Regions from separate parts of the Arachis hypogaea genome. Here region 2 is linked to region 1. Evidence: chromatin contacts called from public Hi-C data. All regions are on one chromosome and are shown on one strand. The core of a region is the stretch at or near the end of the contact, and the rest is flanking DNA. Distances in the headings are between cores, read along the strand shown.

Region 1 (7,199 bases), core at 1,505-4,004:
TAAAATAGAAAAGTATATATAAATAACTCTTAACTAGTCAACTTTAAACAACTGTAATTAATAATTATTAATTATATTTTTTTTAAAAATAAAATTTAAATAATCACTAATTAATAACCAATTAAAAACGTTGACTTGTTGTTGGTTAGACCATGGTTAAATACCTAGCGGGATTGAAATAAAATAGATAACTAACCGCGTAAGCTGGAGCAAAGAGTCTGATGTCCCAACCAAGAGCCCATGCATGAGGACGGTGGCGCTCGGCAAAAGCCGCCACAAGTGAGCTCTGAAGTGCTCCGGCGAAGCAGACCCACGTTGCGAGCGACATCTCTGCTGGGTACTTGCGCAACGTTATGGCCTGCAATATGTAAAAGGCAGAGAAGCCGATGCAACCAATCATAAGAAAACATGTTCCTATTGCCCAGTGGGTGCTGGAAGGGTTGTTCACGTTCTCCGGCCGGTGGGCCGCTTTGGTTGCCACTGAAATGGTAACTGCGGTGCCTTTGTAGAGTGCCATAACTAAGGTGCCTCCAAAAGTAACCACAGTGCCAATCACTTTTGCTTGGCATGCTACCTCCTTAATCTTCATGCGCTCCATTCTACATACAAAATAAATAAGATGAATAAATATTCTTTTTGTTCTTCTCTCATCAAAGATGTTACATAAATTAGTCTTTTCTAAAATCATGACTAGTTGATGTGTTAAGTATAAATGTCACGTAAAAATAAATTACAAAATAAGAACAAATAAACACTTCCGAAAGATCAAAACATGATAGTTTTGTTTGTCACCTTCTTGACATTAAAATCTTATGATTTTCAGGCTTTCATCAGTCCTATATATGGTGATTAATATTTCATGTATTATGTTAACTAGCTAGTTTAGTGAAATATATTTTGGGATAAAATATATTTTTTATTTTTAAAATATATTATAATTTTTTAAAAAATTCATAAATTTTATTTTGTTTCAATTTTGTCTTTAAAGTTTTTGCTTTGTATCAAATATATTACTGATAGTTAAATTTTTAAAATGTTTAGTATCAATCTAGTAATAATACATGATAATTTTATTTGATTTTACTTGTGTTAAAAGTTGTTTTTATTACTCAATTATTTTTAAATGTTTTTAAAAAATTAGCCGTTAAGAATATGTTTAATGCAATTCGAAAAGTTTTTATACAAAATTAAAATAAAATAAAACTTATAGCTATTTTTAAAATTTTTAACAAATTTTAACAACAAAAAATATATTTATCCTATTTTTTTTTTTTTAGATTTCACAATTTCTTTTTGTATATTTAGTAGATTAGTTTTGAAAAATAAAATAATAATAAATTATTGGAATAATTAATTTAACTACCCCTAACGTACGAGAATAAGTGGTAGATAGTGGGATCCGTGGAGGATATTCATTTAGCTCTTCTGGCTTGCGTCACACCCATTTTTCGTCAAAACTTTTGAGACATGATACTTTAGGCTATACCTATTAATGGAGAATTTTGCAAATCTAAGACGACCTTTTATAACCTCCACAACAATTCAAAGTGATATATGTACTTGATTGCAAATTATTACTTACTTACCGAAGAATGACGGCCAATAGAAAAGTAATGGAAGGTGCGGAATTCATCACTGCTGATAGAAATGATGCCGATGTGTATTTCATCCCTAGCAGGGCGAAACATTGATCAAGTATAATCCTGCATTATCATAATATAATTAAGTTATTACTTAACTAATAACAACAAACTAGAAATTCAATTAGTTGTATTAGATGTGACCATTACTCGAAGAAAGCCAACGCCATGATCTCTAGAAATACCCGCAGTGTCATCTTTGGCCTAACCTTCCTGCAAAACATATAGATACACACAAAGATGTTAATGCGAATTATATTAAACCGTTTAATTTGATAGTGTTAGAAAAATATAATTATTCATGTGTCTTTTCTTATCAGTTTAAATTTTTAGAAGAAATGATTTTATGACATAGTATCAAAATTTTTAGAATCGAAAATTCTAGAATTTGATTTTTATTAAATCTCAAAAGAAAAAAATAGTACAAGATAAATAAGAAGAAAAAAATGCAAAAATTCAAAAAAGTACAAAAGAGACTCTTAAAAAAATGTGTTGGAGATATATAACTATTCGCTAATTTTTTTTTTATCTTAAATTTTTGAAAAAATAGTTTCATAATATAAAAAAAAGCGAATAATTATATGTCTAATAATGTAAAGGTAAAAACTCAGGTGAAGTCGATTTCACGTGAAGTTGATATCTGAGAACTGTTAGATGAAAATTTATGATTTGAACGATTCTCACAGGTATCAACTTCACGTAAAGTCGACTGCACCTGAGTTTGAGTTTCCACTGATATAAAATCATTTGAGGGGAAAGAGAAGTAATAAGGGTTTGTGTATGTGCATGGTGCATGCATGGTTGAATAAATTAAAGTGAAGGAAAGTAAGAGAAACCTTTCAAGAAGAAAAGCAAAGGGAGCGAGAGTAACAGAGGCGATGGCATTACGGTACACAATGAAAACGTAATGGCTCATCCCTTTGGCAATTGCATCCATGGCAAATATGAACATTCCCGCTGAACCGAATTGCACCGCCACAAGAAGCAGATACGGCTTTGCATTTCTCATCCACGCACCCATCTTGATCGCTAGTAGATAGGTGCGTGAGAACTCAGAACAACTTAATTGCTTTCTTTGTTTCGTATTTGCAACTCTCTCTGCAAAGAGCAATGCTGCCTCCCTACTATTTATATATACCACCCAACCACTTATCATATTCAATCAATTTTAATTATATTAAAAGACAAACTTATGTTATTGGAATAATTAAAATCACTTGTTGATTTAAACCACATCTTTTACCAGTAATAATAATGGTTCTTATTAAAATCAATCAAGTCATCATGTACCTTCATATTTAATTATGGGTAAAAAAGTTGTTGTGCATTTAAATGATCATTTTTAATGCTTCAAATAACACAATTATTTTTGTAAATAATTGAATTTTTATATCGACAATATATTATTATTATTATTATTAAACAATAAAATTGTAAAACGAATAATGATTGGTGGAAATTCTAATTATTTTTTTAATTATATATTCTTCTGATACTTAAAAAAATAAAAAATTTAAATATATAAGTTATTTTTTATAAGCATAAAAAATATAAAAAAAAATTCAAAATTTCTTTATTTAGAAGTTGGAGGAGAGATAAGTAGGAGAATGAATTAGGACTTCTAGTCATTTTTCTAAAAAAAAATTACATAAATGATTATATATTCATGAATATTAATTAATTATGTCAATAACATTTTAAATTTAATTAGGATAATTGAACAACTATTCAAGATTTTATTATGAAGACAATAAAAGTTAATCAATAATTAATTAAATCACATTTAAAAGTTTAAAATTTACATATGTAAATTCTATGTTGGTGAATACTATAAAAAAAATGTTGAGTACAGTTGAATTTTTTGTCGGGAAAACAAATAATATTCAACGGTAATTAAGCTACCGTCAGAAGAAATCAAATGGTATAAATATCGTCATCGGATTTTTTTTATCTGACGGTAATTATTGTCGAATTCTGCGACTGATTATTTGCTCGAAAAATTATTTGGTTATTGGCAAATTTTTCTGATGGTAATGTTTGCGTCACAATATGTTGTTTTTTTCGCATTATTACTGTCAGATTATTCCTTCTGTAAATCCAACGGTAATATCAATTTTCTTTTAAAAAATTGTGAAATAAATGGTCAATTCTAATTTATTATTTAAATTTATTTATCACATAATTAATGGTCAATTTATGAATAATAGAAACCTATTAGTTAAAATAAATGATCAAATGTTCAAATAAATTAAAAGTCAAATAAATCAAATAAATATAATGAAACAATAAAACACATCACTAATCTCTAAAGATCCAAGTAGTCATCATCGTCCTCGTCGTCATTCCCGTGGCCCTGATGAGGCGGTGATGTCTGTGTGCCACCAGCAGGGATAATGCCAGCGGTGCACATCTGAGTCTAGTACACCTCTATCTGAGCCTCCATCTGCTGAAGCCACTCCAGCTGCTCCCTTCACTCCGGCCTGAGGTCATCCGTATTCGTCACGCGTGTGAGGATCTCCTGATACCTCTCCCGATAATCGTTCAACTCTTGAGCTTGCTGCTGAAGGCTGCGGGTGAGCTCATGCACTTGCAGCCTCAAATCTACACCTTCCTCAGGCTCGACGGCTCGACTGGTGGCAGAGATAGATGACGGCCTCAATGTGGAGGTGCGGAGGCTACTGACAAAGAATGAATCCAGTCCGTATACGCGGTTCTTGTACGGCGCTGAGGTGGTCTCGTGCCAAACCGCATTGGGATCGATGACTGAAGCAGCAGAGCCATCGGCATCCTCCCCACTTTGCTGAGATTGCTGAGTCGGGGCCTCTAATCTCTGCGTGTAGGACTCTTATGTAACACATGTTATTGTGATTAGTACGACAACTATACAGTTAATATCTAATTTTATATCAGAAGACCAGATGTATGTTTACTAACATAATGATCCTGAGATCCCTGATCAGCAAATCTTGCTTTGTTCTCCTTCACCGTGTGTGTGTACTTGAACGTCTCCGCCAATGTCGCCTCGCGATCCAACGACGTTGACTACACATGTTGCATTGAAACAATATGATTAGGATGCCTAGTAATGATATGTAAAAGAATATAACTAAGTTAATAACAAAATTAAAGAAACTATATACCAGCTTAGCCTTAGTCTTCATGAAGGTCCCTGAGCCACTGGTATACTTGGATGACCTAGCCGATGTCCTGTTAGCTCTGTTGGTGAGATGCTGATGTCTGAATCCCTCCTCAGTCTTCCAGTGAACTAACATAGCTTTCTTTATTTTCAGTCGGAGCCAGATGGTCAGGTGGTCCTGCCCCTCATGAACATCTTCCAGCATCTGCTGAAGTCGCCAACCTATTCAATGATCATATATCTTCTAATGAGGGCATCATAAGAGGTGTCCCATATAAAGTGCAGCTGCACAAAGAAATTTTAAAATTAGTTAATCAAAATAGAAGATATAAATTAGTTAAAAAGTTTGAAACTAAAAAAAAATTAACTATCGCCCATTTTTGAAATCATCGCTCTCTGGTCTCAGAGGGGAATCTTCTTGTAGCTGGGCCAAAGATAGTCGTACATTAGTTTAATGACGTTGGTCATCTCCTGAGTACATGTGTTGTTGTTCGGCACAAACCTATCAACAATCCACAAACAAATCAATATGGCAATATAAATTAAAACTTCAGAAGCAAATAAGTTAAATACATAGAGATTTTTATAGAAATTTCGGCAGAAACTAAAATACACCACAAACTCTATCCATCAACAATTAATTAACTTAAACAGCACCAAATGTCAACAATCAATATACAACAAGCAATTATCAAGAATCAACATCCATAAATCCACTAAACTAGAATCAATAATCAGACACTTTCAACAATTCAATAATCAGGAAATATAGAAGACTTAAAGTGATATTTACCCCGTGCCACCATCAGGCTAAGTCGTCAACCGTACAATAGGAGGTGGTGAAGGGGCATCAACTGCCTCACTTCCGTGAGAGGTCTCCGGGGACGCGGCTTCCGTCACTGGAGGCAGCATCGCCATGGCAGTGGGCTGCTGAGTGGTTGGAGGTGGCGTTTTTGCCGTAGACGGAGGGACATTGTTGGGGTTAGGGACCATGATGAACGGCTGGTTCGCTAAACCTGCAACCTATGACGTCATCGGGGTGGTCGGATTAGAGCGAGAGGATCCAGAATTTTCAGGGGTACCAGAGGAAACTCTCCCTCTATCACGACCAGTAGCCTGATCTGCAACACCTCTACCTGTCATCATGTCTGCAAATAACATACCAATTAACAGAAATTCAGAACAACAAATCAACAATAAATTATAATAATACCAATATAATTCTTATAATTAATACCACAACATTAAGTTCAACATTTGATAATCTAAACAGCAAGTGTCTTAGAATACAACCATTTTAACCATAATGTCACAACAACCAATTAAGAATTCAATTCCCTCAAATTAGTGCACCTAAGATGTTTTAAAGAGGACTTGGAAGTTAAAGTAACCAAACACGTAAAAAGTGCTAAAAAACAGTTAGGCAATAGGAATTGATGCAATTGTGATGGATTGTGCAAAAGAGGAGTTTTAGCGTGTGTTGTGTTGTGATTGAAGTTCTATTTTTTTTTTCAAAAAAACTAACTTGACATTTACACCCAGGATACATACTCACAACTCAATTAGCAAATAATTGCCGACACATTACAATTCTTTATCACAAAAGGATTTAATTAACTATGCTAAGCAAAAATAAACATCCTAAATCACATGGTATCTATAACATGCAATTTAAAACGAAAAATAGACATAGAGGAATATAAATGAACACTTGGCACTGCACATACATCAAAGATGCAAAATCAACACAACTAAGTAACAATTGACAATTCAAATTCAAGTCAATGCTATTCAACCAAATTTCAGCGATTGTTCAATAAAATAAATAGTCTTTTAATATTAGTTCACATAAATTCAGTATATTCAACACAAAATCAGCAGCATTATCCATCAATTTAGTCAATTTTCAACACTTTCAGCAATATAGCACAAACTAATAATCCTAAAACTAACCCATCTTAACCACCTAAAATTCACTAAAATAAAAAAAATTAACTCTAACTAAATTAACTAACCAAAATTAGAATAATGAAACAACCTAACCAAAATAGAATTTGAAGAAGAAAGAAAAACAGAGTTTAAAGAAATCTGGAATGTAGAACAACGAGAAAACAAAGAGGTGAAGATGCAGCGGCACTATGATGTTGCTAGAGTCCGGGGTGGCGGAAAGGTGGTTGTCGAAGGCTGGGGAATAACTCGCCAAAGGCTGGGCAGCAGCGGCGCGATGATGGTGGGGGCGACAGTGGTTTGACGGCACGAGGAGGGGAAGAAAGAGAAGGGAGGGATCAGCGGTGGGTTGATGGCGATGGAGAGGAGGCTGTGATAGCGGTGGTAGATGATGGTGATGGAGAGAATGGAAGAAGTGAGAGAGAGAGAGAGTGAAATTCGAATGAGGGGAATAGGGTTCGAGCTTCTAATTTACG
Region 2 (7,199 bases), core at 3,201-5,700, 58 kb after region 1:
TTAGGACTGTTTTGAAAGTGGAATAAGCAATTTTGGATTGAAAGTTTGGTAAGATTGAGGTTTAGAAATTTTTGGTAAAAATGGATTTTTGGCTAAATTCGACGGATCATATCTTGAGCTAAGATTTTTGAAATTGAATGATTTTTATATCAAATTAAAGATAATTCAAAAAGCTTTAAAATATTTTAAATTTTGTTGAAATCTGAATTTTGTAGAAAAAGATATAATCGTTGAAAGTTGGTGTTTGAAATCTGAATTCTATAAATGCTGCAGAATTTGTGATTTCTGGTTTGTGTGCGCATGCACACCCTATGAATTTTTGCAAGCTGTGCACATGCACAACCTTGTGCGTACGCACACGTTGGAAGGTGCATTCTGTTGAGGGCGTTCGCACTGTGCGTACGCACACCTCAATGCGTACGCACACATTTTAAAAATCCTCCTGGGCGTGCGCATGCACACCCCTGTGCGTACGCACATGCCCTGTTTTTCAACTAAATTCTTGTTTTTAACTGTTTCACCTTCCCAACAAGCTTGTAAACTTCTGTGACACCTATTTAAGACTCTTTGGCTTATTTTCGGGTATCAAAACATGGGAAAAGGTCCTAGGAGATTTAATTTAGTTATACCTTGAAAAGTTAGAGAACGAAGGCTTAGGTTTCTGGTGTACTGAGAGGATGGGTTTGGTGGAGTGAAAAGAGAGAAAGATATACGAATTGAGAACTGATGAACTAATGAGTTCGGAAAGAAAATTGTGAATTGGCAGTGGTTGAGATGAGCCGAGGACTCCGAGTTTGAAATGATGAATTATTGATATAATAAAATAATAAATTTTTCAAAACCACTGATGTAACATTTTTAAATTGAGATTGTTGAGACGTTATGCGCCTGGCAGGGACGGTTTGGTTGGATCTCTCCTGTCGAGGTAGCGGCGGCGGCGTAAGGGCGGTGGTTCGTCCCGCTTGCGTTGAGATGTGAGGTCCGTGGCAAGAGTATCCCGCTTGCATCCCTTCGAATCACTAGAGTGTGCAGGCATAAAATCCTGGACGGTGTTCCGAGCACCATATCTCGGGGGTTTCCATTATGATTCCGAAGGGCGACATCTCCATGGAGATGTGTCGGGTTGACAGTTGAATCGACAATGTGATATCACAGCCAATAGGACAGGCATTCATCATGTGCATCTTCTAACTATTTCTTTGCTTTGCCGACTTGTATTGTTTGCCTAATTATATAACATGCCTAATTTCCTATTTGAATTACTTGATATACATGCTTATACTTGTGTTTTACTTGCATTGCTATTACCTGTGTTTTCTACTGGGATTGAGGAGGATCGGAAGGCGGTGGCGATGAGATCGCATGGCAGTTAGGCTGGAGAAGGCTGTGGGACAGCGGTGAACTGATAGTTAGAAATCCCTTAAGATAGTTTATCCTATTTTATAAAGGTTTTAAAGTTATTATGAAGCTCTAGGATTGCCTCTGGCGTCCCGGGGTCTTATATCTTACATTACTGGGCACTGTTACCATACTGAGAACCTCCGGTTCTCATTCTATACTTTGTTGTTATTTTTCAGATGCAGGTCGCAACCCACCTCGGTGAGTTGCTTGATGGTGACAGAGCGGAGGACCTTTATCATGTATTTAGAGTCTTTTGATTTATTTTATTAGTACTCTTACTTTTGTATTTTGTTTTGCTTTAGAGGCTTACTTTATGAGAGATATTCTGTATAAGCTGTTTTATTTTTCAAAACTCTGTATGTCAGTAGTTAACTAGTCGACCTAAACTCCACGGGCTGTGGCTAGTATCCTATGATTATTATACTCTTATATAACTACATATATCTTGTTATCTCACATAGTGGATCTTGTTTCTTACGCTTGTAGCTACGTGTGAACGTTCGCACTTTGTAATTCCGTATTTGAGCTCATTTTTTTTCATCGGGCTTCTAGAGTTATTATTCCTTCTATATATATTTATGTATAAGCTTTAGAATTGTCGTAACCTTTGATTAACATTTGCTTTACGGCATGAGGTAAGGTTTAAGGTAATTAGGATGTTACACAAAGCTTTGAGTCAACAATGTCAGCAGAGGTTGTCGGAGGACTAGCGGTTGATATGGTGGTAGCGTTCTTTGTAAAACCTAGGGGAAGAGAGGGTGTTGCTTATAATTTCGTTTTGAAGGAGGAAAGACAAAAATGGACCTTTAGAAAGACTCAGCTAATGAAATGACAACACACCATCGTGCCCTAATCCTAAAACGCGGCATTTAGCATCATTCAAATGGGAACCAATTTGTCATAATTTAACACGTGGCGCTTAACGGTTGAGTCACCCAGCTTCACATGACATGTCAAGTTATTGCGTTAGTTCTTAACGTTGAGGTGATAAAAAGGACTAATTCGTCTGACGCCAGAAAAAGTTAGGGACTAATTATGTAATTAAATTTTGTGGGGGACTAAAATGTCTACTTCAAAATTTCTTGGGAACCAATTTGGATAAATATTAAAGGACTTGTTTGTCTAAAGTGTAAATCCTCAAAATTTATTTATCACTTTACTCTAAGAGAAATAACAATTCTGTTGTATCAGTTTCCTAAAAAGTTGTAACTTAGTTTCTGCGTTCTCTCCTTCACAAATGACAAAATTATCCTACATTCTTACTCAAAAGTCTTAAAAAATAACTAAAATCTTAATTCTTCTCCTTAATTATTCTTTTAACTTTTAAACAAAAACAGTTTTAATTGTTTTTCTTTTATGTTTTTGATCTTTTCAAAAGCAAAATATATGTTTAAAATTTTTAGGATAAAGTATACTTTTGTCTTTATATTTATGATTTTCTTTAAAAATATTTTTAATTGTAATCAATTTTATTCTTAATATTTTTTATTTATATCAAAATTATCCTTCAACTTTAACTCCATATAAAATGATAGGAATAAAATTGAAAACATCTAGAAATAGTCTTGACACAAATTAAAAACGTTCGAGATAAAATTAAATATTAAAAATATTTTTTTAAAAATTATAAATATTAAAAATAAAAAACATACTTTATCCAAATTTTTATTCATTTTAGAATTAAAAAGATGGATTAGAATATCTAATCATCACTTAAAATTTAATCAGTTGAGCAGTGAGCTTCATAATTTGGTTTTATATCTTACATTGGCTTCTTCTAATTAATAGCATGAAGAGTAATTTACCATCACTAAAATGTGGTAATAAGAGTATGAACCACTTGTAAAGTGGGTGGGTCGATCACCTAATCTAATCGACTTTCTTGACTTTAAATAAACAAGATAATAGTTGTTTATAGGAAATTAAATAAATGTTGTCGTCATGTACGTTTAATCAATTAATATGTTAGCAAATTAAATTTTACGTTTATATTTTGAAATGATCTTGGGCATATATAAAAAAAATGTTAGAACCAACATTTTGGATCAACACTTTATTTTTATATTATTAAAATTTAAAATTTAATATAAAAATATTTTTATTAGTCATGTAGTATTATTCGAATTACTAGTGGACAAAATTTAATATAAATTTAATATAAGAAGTTATAAATTTTATGAGTAACACACCATTTTCTTTATTTAGTGTATATTAATTAATTAAAATGATAAATATTTTGATCTCTTTACAAATACTCTTTGGATTTAAGTGTTAGAACAAAAAACGTTTCATGAATATTTTAATAAAAAGTTATTTTTAAAAATATTAAAACCGAACAAAAATTTTTCTTTTTATATAATAAATAGATTTGTCTTTTTTAAAAAAAAAATCTTTACATTTGAATTAACATCAACTAATTTTTTATTTTTTTAAAACAAAAAATATACTCGCATTTGCAATGGAAAAATAACAGGATATTTTTGCTCCACTTGTCATTTTACTGTTTGTTTCTTTCCTTAACTTCGGGTATATATAAACTACGCATTCGGCACTACTTTTTGAACTATATAACTCAAAAATTTAGCTGTGATTCACAGTTGTTAGAACCGGACTAATTTGTCTGGTAAGATCGAAAAACCGGCAAATTAGTCATAAGACTAATTCAGTTGAAGTATTTGATTGTAGAAGGAAAAAACCGATAAAACACGGTTCAGGTTGGTCGATTTTGACAAAATCTAGCAAATCGGCAAATTTAAAAAACCTAGATCGGTTCGAAATTTTTTTTACCCCTCAAAACAGCACCATTTTGCTTTTTTTTTTTTTAAATAAAAAACTTAAATGGCCAAACCTTGCTCAAATCTCCCATGCCCAATCCATCCTCACCTGACTCTCTCTCAATCTCACTCAGAAAGGCAGAGCCTCTGACTCTCTCATATTCACAAAAAATCCATTGCCACCGCACAGTTGTTGCCACATTGACGGCTACTCTACCTGGTATCGCTGGTCCCTGTGCATCTTCTTCACTGACTCGTCGCCTCCTGTGCATCTCTCGTCATTGTTGTTGCATCCTCATCTGACATGGCTTGCAGCCACTGTTGCCTCCCTCCTGTCAGTCTCTGCTTCGCGGTGCTTGGTCTCTCTCTTTTTTGTCCACATTCTGTAACATCCTACCACACATAACTTTACGACGTGGAAGTAAATAAGGGTTGGTGAGGCGTTACGACCTCTAAAAATAAAATACGTACATAGATATAGTTGAAAGAAGTTATAACTAGGAGCCTTGAAAAAGAAGTTAAGCAAAATCGAAACAGAAATCGCGTCGCTCACGAAAGAAAACCATAGACAGATAAGCAAGATCAAAAGGAAGGCTAAAAGACCATAAACATAGATTAGAATTCTAAAATACAAATATCAAGCTCCGAACTCGACCTGTGAAGCAAAGGCCGACCAGAGTATACATACATACATACATACATATAACCCAAAATATCCCAGACTCGTAAAACTAACAACCTGTTTCTCCAAGTCAACCTCTAAGAGGGATAAGCATAAAATACAAGATGGAGAATCTATATACATATATAAACATAAATAAAATACAACCCTAAGTTCCCAGAGTTCTTCGCTTCCACAGAGTCTCCAGAATACTCAGTGAGGTACCTTCTGACCTGCATTTAAAAAGCAACAATATGTATGGAGTGAGAACCGGAGGTTCTCAGCATGGTAAAGGTGCCCACATAGTTAATATAAAAGGTCCCAGAAAAGTCAGAGGCAATCCTAGAACTCTGTAACTCAAATATAAACTTAATGGAATAAACTAAACCATAAATTTGGTAAAACTCTCTAAAGTATCCAAGTCTCAATCTAACTCTAATTCTACAATTCACTTTCTGTCTCATTATACCCTAACCCTACAATTCACTCTCTGTCTCCTCCAATCTAATTGTGATCCAATACTTCAATTTCCATTTCTTCCATTCCTCCAAAACTTCGATGCATAGACAAGCAATAGAGACAAAATAAACACAAGTAGGATACAGATACAGCAGGTAGCAATTATAGCAGGTAAGCATAATAATCACATAGGCAAGCCAAATTAATGCACGATCAAACAAAACACACATATGCATATGATGTATGCCTGCCCTATGGCCGATGAGTCTCATCTGTGGGTTATAAAGCCAAACCCGACATGTCCAGTAGCTAACCCTGGACAGAACACCAAACACAGAGCAAGTGGGACAACGACGCAACCCTTGCATCTTACCCGTGTACCCGGAGTAGGGGACAACCTCACCACTGCCTCTTACCCAGGCAGTGTTACAGTTCTCGACCCAGAGTAAGCGGCGACAAAACACAGCCCTTGCATCTTACTTGAAGCCTCGAACTCTCCCGGAGCAAGTGGATAACACCGGTGCATCTTACTCGACTTATTGACTCTTACCCGAAACAAACGAATAACACCACTGCATCTTACCCGAAGTAACATTCAGAAATTCATTCGCATTATCATTACAATTTATTCATATTCATTCAAATTTATAATCAAACTCAGTCATCAACCTTCCTCTTCCTCATAGTCAACCTCATCCTCAATCATATCTCATACAACTTCATTACTGACCCGGAGCGACTGGACAATGCCACCGCATCTAACTCGGCCTCTCAATTCATTCCTTATATATATATATCACAATCAGTCATCATCAACTCAATTAAACTCATTTATCATCATCTCATTATCATTATAATTCATTCATACTCATTCAACCATTAGACTTTAAAATCAATTCTCAATATCCTTCATTCCTTATTATTACACCTCCCATTTCGTTCATCAATATTTTATACTCAAAACACAATTCATTCGTTTCTAAATAAAGCAAACTCAAAATATAATCCTTTTCTTAATAACTCAAAATCAAATTATAAAATCCTCAAAAATATAAATCTTTCTAAATAACCACTTCAAACGAAGCCTCATATTTTCATAAAAATTTCGGCAACATCTCCTCTAAAACTTGGACTTTTGCCACCCCTCAAGGGTCCCAACCACCTACCAAATACCTCTCGGTCATTCAAATCATTTCCAGTATCAAATTATTTCAAAATTAAACCAATTACAATATTAAATTTTTTTCAAAAGCCAACCAGCTCTAATAGCAAACCGTTTACGAAATTGAATCACACATCACATACCAAACACACAATCCATCAATAATTCATTCAGTTCATTCCTATCTTAAGGCCTTCTAGCCTAAGTTTCATGTGACATTAAACATTAACTACGAGAAACCAAAATCATACCTTGGTCAATTCCTCCCTAAGCCCGGAACACCTCAATTATCCACCGTTCCTCAAGCTCCAAAGCTCCAACTCCTCACCAATTGAATTTTCAGCTCCTAGGATTCAATTCCAAGCTTCCAATATCCATCAATTTAATTCCAATTCAACAAGATACATGATCTAATTAATACAATATAATAATAATCAATATTGAGCTCACTAAATCACTAATTCACAAGGGTTAGGGTTTTCTTACCGTTACCCACGAGTCAAATGGACAAAATCTGATGATTATCCACCACTAGAGTATCCCAAAATTTTTAGTGGGTTATGTAGAGAAATCCAAGACGAACGCGTGGCTGCTGACGACTCGTCAATTGGAGCTCCGAATTGAAAGTTACAAGGATTTAAAGTTGGAGGTGGAATAAGGGGTTAGGGTTTGTTTTTTATTCTCCTCCCCCAAATCAAAGTTCATCGTGCTTCAAATGAAAGAATGAGGAAGAGAAGGCTGA

What was found. Hi-C and Micro-C count contacts between places; a contact is called where the count stands out from the background.
Region 2: a contact with region 1 is called in a Hi-C map of leaf, with 2.6 times the contacts expected there. The contact joins the enhancer-like site here to the promoter of LOC112764814 in region 1. A contact is called at or near these places in 2 of 8 Hi-C or Micro-C datasets (both in leaf).

What each region holds. Positions count from the first base shown.
Region 1 is chr17:126,855,448-126,862,646 of arahy.Tifrunner.gnm2.J5K5, forward strand. It overlaps LOC112764814 (WAT1-related protein At4g08290), which reads right to left and starts at 2,755. Exons shown (of 6, transcript XM_025810611.3): 1 at 2,477-2,755; 2 at 1,791-1,853; 3 at 1,587-1,703; 4 at 197-599. The coding sequence starts at 2,661.
Region 2 is chr17:126,912,086-126,919,284 of arahy.Tifrunner.gnm2.J5K5, forward strand. It overlaps LOC140180867 (a long non-coding RNA gene), which reads left to right. Exons shown (of 4, transcript XR_011874925.1): 4 at 1,578-1,838. Among protein-coding and RNA genes, the nearest start is that of LOC140180867, 4.5 kb to the left of the region's middle. Within about 2 kb of position 4,451, at least 1 of the 3 cell types and tissues checked has open chromatin away from gene starts, as enhancers often do.